Regions from separate parts of the Hordeum vulgare genome. Here region 2 is linked to region 1. Evidence: chromatin contacts called from public Hi-C data. All regions are on one chromosome and are shown on one strand. Each heading gives the region's core, a stretch centred on a gene start, on an enhancer-like site or on the middle of the called end of the contact. The rest is flanking DNA. Distances are from core to core; before and after follow the strand shown. Region 1 holds the start of LOC123412833 (3'-N-debenzoyl-2'-deoxytaxol N-benzoyltransferase-like). Region 2 holds the start of LOC123412115.

Region 1 (3,127 bases), core at 66-2,565:
TCGACGTAGGACCGCACGTACTCCTCGTCCACCTCCCGCTTGCTCTTCCTGACCAGTGACGCCGTCTCCGCCAGCGGCCGCCCGGCGAGGTCGCTCGCGGCCAGCGCCACGTACACCGGCACGCACACGTTGCCCCAGTACCCCTCCGGCAGCGGCGGGTCGAGGAGACCGCTGATGTTCATGGAGTACACCATCTTCACCGTCTCGTCGGGGGCAGTTTGGTTGGCCTTCACCTTGGCGCGCCAGATGAAGGCGGCGAGAACCTCGAAGGTCGTGAACTTGACGCCGGCGTCGGCGGCGAGCCGCGCCCTCAGCGCCTCCACGCGCGCGTCGCTGACGTGGAAGCACTCCCTCGCCAGCCGCTCGTGCCCTTCTCCGTCGCTCGCCGCGCCGTACGGGCCAAGCCGCGGGATGTCGTCGTCGGTCGCGAGCACGGCGTCGAACGGCGTCACCACCCGCGGCGGGTTCCTGGGGCCCAGGAGCTCCCGCCTGTCCCACACCGGCTCCGCCGCGGCCTCCGGCTCCAGACCCCGCGCGAACCGCGCGGCGGCGACGAGGAACTTGGTGGACCCCGCGCCGTCGCAGAGCGCGTGCGCCACCCGCATCCCCAGCGCGACGCCGCCGCACGTGAACCGAGTGACCTGGAGCGCAAGCGCTGCCGGCCCGCCGTCGCTGTCGCCGGGCGCGAGGCGGCCGAGCAGCGGCGAGTCCGGCTTGTCCGCGTCGACGTCGGCCACCGTCAGCTCCGTCGCCGCGAGGACGAGGGCCACGGCGTCCTCGCCGGCCCCGGAGAACACGACGCTGCCGTCTTCCCGGACGACGGAGCCGGCGAGCTGCGGGAAGAGGCCGAGCGCGTGGGCGAACGCGGCCTGGAGGGCGTCGAGCGGGTCGAGGGAGACCGGGTGGGCAGGGAAGAAGCGGACGGTGCGGAAGGAGACGTCGAGCACGTTGCGGTCGGCGTCGAGGCCGGAGAGCGGCAGGGACGACGCCGGAGGCCGCCGCGCCGGGGAGAGCCTGACGGTGTCCAGGACGCGCAGGTGCAGCTGCGGCGGGGGCGGGGGCGGAGGCGCCGGCGGCTCCATGCGGCCGGCCGGGAGGGGAGCCCGCGCTGTCGCGGCGGCCGGCGGTGGGAGGGAAGGACGGAGAGGGCTCGCTCGCGCTTTAAAACCTGGGGACGTTTGTGTGGGTCGGAGTAGGTGGCGGTCGTGGCACGGCAGACAGCACTGGCCCGTCACGGCGGACCGATGGCGACGCGGTTGGTGGAACAAATTGGATGAGATGTTTCCAGGACGACGAATGGCGACGTGGGAGCGCCAGGCGCCAGTAGTGCGGTGGCGCCGACACCATTTCAACTTGTCAGTCCGGCGGGCTCTGCATGCAATGCAAGCAATACTGTCCGTTTGCTACATGGTTTTCAGAAACTTCACGGGAAATAGCTGTATCCCTACAGGATTCAAAACACACGTTTGAATAAATCCAAACAGTCGTACGTTTGCATCACTACAAGTCGGCAAATATACAAGTCGGCAACCAGATGCGCCGATGCCGATTGGTCCAACCAGATGCCAGACCAAGGCTGCCGAATTGATCTTCGGACCAGCATTTCGGAAAAAGTCCAAAACAAACCTATGCATCCGCCGATCGATCTTTTTAAAAGATCGGCCGGGTCGCTTTCGACTAGAGGTGTAGTCATCAAATAGCTGACGGGCATATTAACTTATACAACATAGATTATGTTGCAGAATTTTCTGTAACAAAGATCTTGTTGCGGAAATATTTTGTAGACTTTCTTTGCAACAGAGATTGTTATAGAATATTTTTTGCAACAAAAGATCATGTTTTGGAAACACCTGTATAATGTTTTGCAACAGAGTTTGTTATAGAATATTTTCTGTAATAAAGATTGTGTTGCGGAAATACTTTTATAATTTTTTCTGCAATCGGATTTGTTATAGAATATTTTTTACAACGCACATTGTGTTGCACAAACATCTGTAATTATTTTGCAATAAAGTTTGTTATAGATTATGTTCTGCAACAAAGACCGTGTTGCGAAAACAGTTGTATAATTTTTTCTGTAAGAAAGTTTGTTATATAATATTTTCTACAACACAGATCATGTTATGAAAACACTAGTATATTTTTGTTTGCAATGGAGTTTGTTGTAGAGGATTTTCTTTAGCAAAGATCGTGTTACAGAAAGACCTGTTGGACACCATGGTTGGGTCGAGAAAGAAAATGGGTGTGTTGCGTGTCCATCGGCCGATCCTTTTAAAAGATCGGCCGTGTCGCGAGTTGACCAATTTGGCGCCTCGAATGGCCAAGTAGCGCTTCATTATTTCAAAACAACTCTTCTTGCAGTTTTTTTCAACAGATATCTTGTTGCAAAAATGTTTGTGAGTGAGGTCATGTTGCATTTTTTACAATAAATGTCATGTTGCAGAAATTTTTAAGTTTTTCTTAACACAAGCCTGGTTGCAGTTTTTTCTTTTTTACAACAAATGTCTTGTTGCAAAAACTTACCGCAGCGGAGTGCTCAACCGATCCAATGCATGTAAACCCTGTGGGACACGTGCCTAGCACGGAAGGTCATGGATGCAAGGTAATGATCAGCCGGCTGAGGAAAATCATTTCCCTTAAATTATAGAAGAAAACTAAACTAAACTTCAAACTTGTAATCCCGGAAATTATGGCAAGGATTGTAGACTGTCATTGGCTGACATTAGGATGAATCAGGCCGGTCCATTTTAAGTCAGTCGCTAGCGCTGTTTTTATTTTCACTTTTTATTTTGTTTGTTTTACATTTTGGTAATGATATTATCTTATGTTTTCATAGTGACAGTAAACATTTTTAAAAGCTGCATGAACCCACTTGTCTTCTATTAGGAAGAGCAACAAAAACAGTTGAAGCAACAATGAGCTTGAAAGTGCTCGAACTCGGCACCTCACTTCCCATAGTGCCCGCACCTTCCGAATCGTCCTATAGGCTGCTAGTGATTATATCTCACGTGGTATATAAGAACAAAAGGAGCATTCATATATGAAAACATTTTTTAAAACTGACAAAACATTTCTTGAAAAAAATTGGAAAAAAATTGAAATACCAAATATATATTGTTAAACGCAA
Region 2 (2,914 bases), core at 202-2,701, 190 kb after region 1:
TCCCATCCATTGCCCCGTCCTACTTATACAATTCACGGGCCGGTGCAAAGTGACACGGACCGCCCTATAGCTAGCTAGCTAGCTCATGACCTGGGCACTGGGGTGGTCTTGGACTCTTGGTCATGCATGCATGGATCTGTCGGTACGCATAGTATAGCTAGCTAGGGACGTCCTAGGGTGGTTACTCGCCTTTACGAGTTGGACGAATGGGAAACTCTTTGCCTGCCAAGCGCAATGGCTCTGCCGATCCCAGACTCCAATTTGGTAAGGTCGATCGATGGAGTTACAAATGGGTGTGTGCGTGGACGCAACCTCTTTGACATATCATCAATTGTGTGTGTGCGCGCCTACGTAGGTCGTGGTGTGAACAAAGTTTCGTGCGGTGGCAAGAGGCGGCGAGAGATATGCATGTGTATCCGGGCGAAGATTACGGCGGCTGCTGATTCGACCGCGGTGATCTGGCCCAAGACACCCGTTCCCACGGATTTTGATTGCCGCTCTCTTGTCGTTCCAATGGCGTGACGAAACCTGTCGATAACGATGGTTGGTCCAACAAACAATGTCAAACATGCACGGATGTCTTTCGCCTATTTTGAGGTTTGCATGGGTATCTATGATGCCAGATTTCTTCTGCCTGAAAATCTGATATGGAGGGGCCGAAGAAAAGAAAGGCATCTTTTCTCGTCCAACTTGCCTTATTTGTATTTGCAACATGGCGTATATATGATCGACCACACGGGGCCATGCATGAGCATAAAGTTGCCTCGTTTTTCTTTTTCTGAACACAATATAGATGGAGACGCTCATACGCTCATCCCTATAAATACATACACATATTTTATTTTTATGAGCATCTCATCAAACTGAGACGGCTTATTATTCTGAAATTGATAAAGTCATCATAGACGTTTTCGTAGTCGACAGAAACATCTTCTCCGACATAACGCACATCGTCGAAAGGTTGAAATAAATACAGAAAAATGCGAGTACCAGTGCCAAGTCTAGGACTTGAATTATGATGGACTGAGATACTGCTATCTACCTAACCATCCAATCATACTTCGGTCTGCAGTTGCCCCGTTTTCGTTCGTTGTGTGAGGGTCCGCACAGATAATATCTATAACGATAATGCGAGGTTTCTCCTTGCTGAAAATCCAACCGGGAGGGGCCATACAAAAGAAAGGCCCCTTTTCCGCGCCCAAGTTGTCAATTTGTATTTGCAACATGGCGCATATATGTACGACGATGATTCGTTGGGTGAGTGAGGTCATTGCCCTCGTCGCTGGTTCGTCGCTGTCATGGCGAGTGCGACACACCGGCGATCTCCACCCATGGCGCCAACGCCCGGTATATTTTGAATAACGGCAAATTAACCGCCTGCCCGGCCGGCCTCGGACGCTCCCCTATAAATCACCTCGGCGTCGTGCAGCTACGTACCCAACTCAGCACCACCACCTGCACAGTCTAGAGCGAGGTATAGCAAGGCAGCAAGCTGCAGAGCATAGCATTCGCCGGCGAATATAATCTAGCTAGCTAGCTAGACCGATCGATACCTCTCATGGCGTCCAGCTCGAGCGCGTTGAGGATGCCGGTGGTGACGTGCGCCGTGGTGCTCCTGCTGCTGCTGTCCGCCGTCTCACGCTGCGAGGCCGACCTCCTGCAGGTGGCGGTGGCCGGCCGGAGAATGCTGGCCGGCGGGAGCAATGCCCCCGCCGTCTTCTCGGGGCAGCTGGCAGGGACGGCTGTGTCGAGCAGCGCGCGGCGGTCAGCAGCTGGGAGGGCGGCGGCGGCGATGCCCTACTCTGAGTCGAAGAGGTCCAGCCCCGGCGGCCCGGACCCTCAGCACCATTAATTAAGCTCGCGCTGACGTGCAAGCTCTTGTCAAGGAGCGTGCGTCCGTTAAGGAGGGTGTACGCATGCGCATGGGTGGTAGGTTACTCAAACATGAGTTTTGTACTTCGTGTCTCTCTCAAGCACGCAAGGAAAATAAAATGGTGTACTTGATCTTTCCCGTTTCCCGACTCACTGGTCGATGGAGATACAACGGGAGTGGATTATGATTATCTATATATACAATGCATTCGTCTTTTTTTTTTTTTTGCGCATGAAACACTTGTACTGTATTACTCAACTCATAAGGTTCATACAATCAATCACAGCTAGCTCCAGAACAACTGGAGGCCACGAACGTTTCCAAGTGATGGTTGTGCCTTCCAAACAAGCAAACTTAGCTAAACTATTACTCCCTTCGTTCCTAAATATAATTTTTTTCTAAAGATTTCATTAGTAGACTATATACAAATGTATATAGACATATTTTAGAGTGTAGATTCACTCATTTTGTTCCGTATGTAGACCTTTAATAAATCTCTTAAAAGACTTATATTTAGAAACAGAGGGAGTACTAATCTTGTCATCTTGATTGCGATTTACATGAGTAATACAAGAATCAAGAAAAAACATAAGATATCTAATTATCTTAACGGGCAAGGAGTAGATCGATCTACCCACCTCCTTAGACTGAGCAACTTAACTGCAACAACAGAATCCATCTCAATTTTGATTGGCAGGTCACTCCATTAGTGGAAAACAGATCTTTCGTCTTTAGCATTAATTAGTTTCGGTTGTGTTTTGAACCGGGACTAATGTGATCATTAGTCCCGGTTTCAACGGCTAGGAGCGGCCGGGGGCACGGCTAAGATTAGTCCCGGTTCATTTGTGATCTTTAGTCTCGGTTGGTGTTACAATCGGGACTAAAGAGGTGGTGGCAGGCTGGCGTCAGGCTGGGGCCCGAGCGAACCCATTTCGTCTCGGTTGGTATTACCAACCGGGACTAGAGGTGGACTTTTAGTCCCGATCTGTATCAACAACCGGGACTAAAGATGTCCCTATATAAACCCTTCGTCCAGCCCAA

Evidence for each region. A called contact is a pair of places that touch in the nucleus more often than the background predicts.
Region 2: a contact with region 1 is called in a Hi-C map of leaf, with 3 times the contacts expected there. The contact joins the promoter of LOC123412115 here to the promoter of LOC123412833 in region 1. A contact is called at or near these places in 2 of 6 Hi-C or Micro-C datasets (leaf and seedling).

What each region holds. Positions count from the first base shown.
Region 1 is chr7H:40,350,874-40,354,000 of MorexV3_pseudomolecules_assembly, forward strand. LOC123412833 (3'-N-debenzoyl-2'-deoxytaxol N-benzoyltransferase-like) reads right to left here and starts at 1,316. Exons shown (of 2, transcript XM_045105779.1): 1 at 1-1,316. The coding sequence starts at 1,082.
Region 2 is chr7H:40,537,112-40,540,025 of MorexV3_pseudomolecules_assembly, forward strand. It overlaps LOC123412115, which reads left to right and starts at 1,452. Exons shown (of 1, transcript XM_045105059.1): 1 at 1,452-2,094. The coding sequence starts at 1,559. The coding sequence ends at 1,852.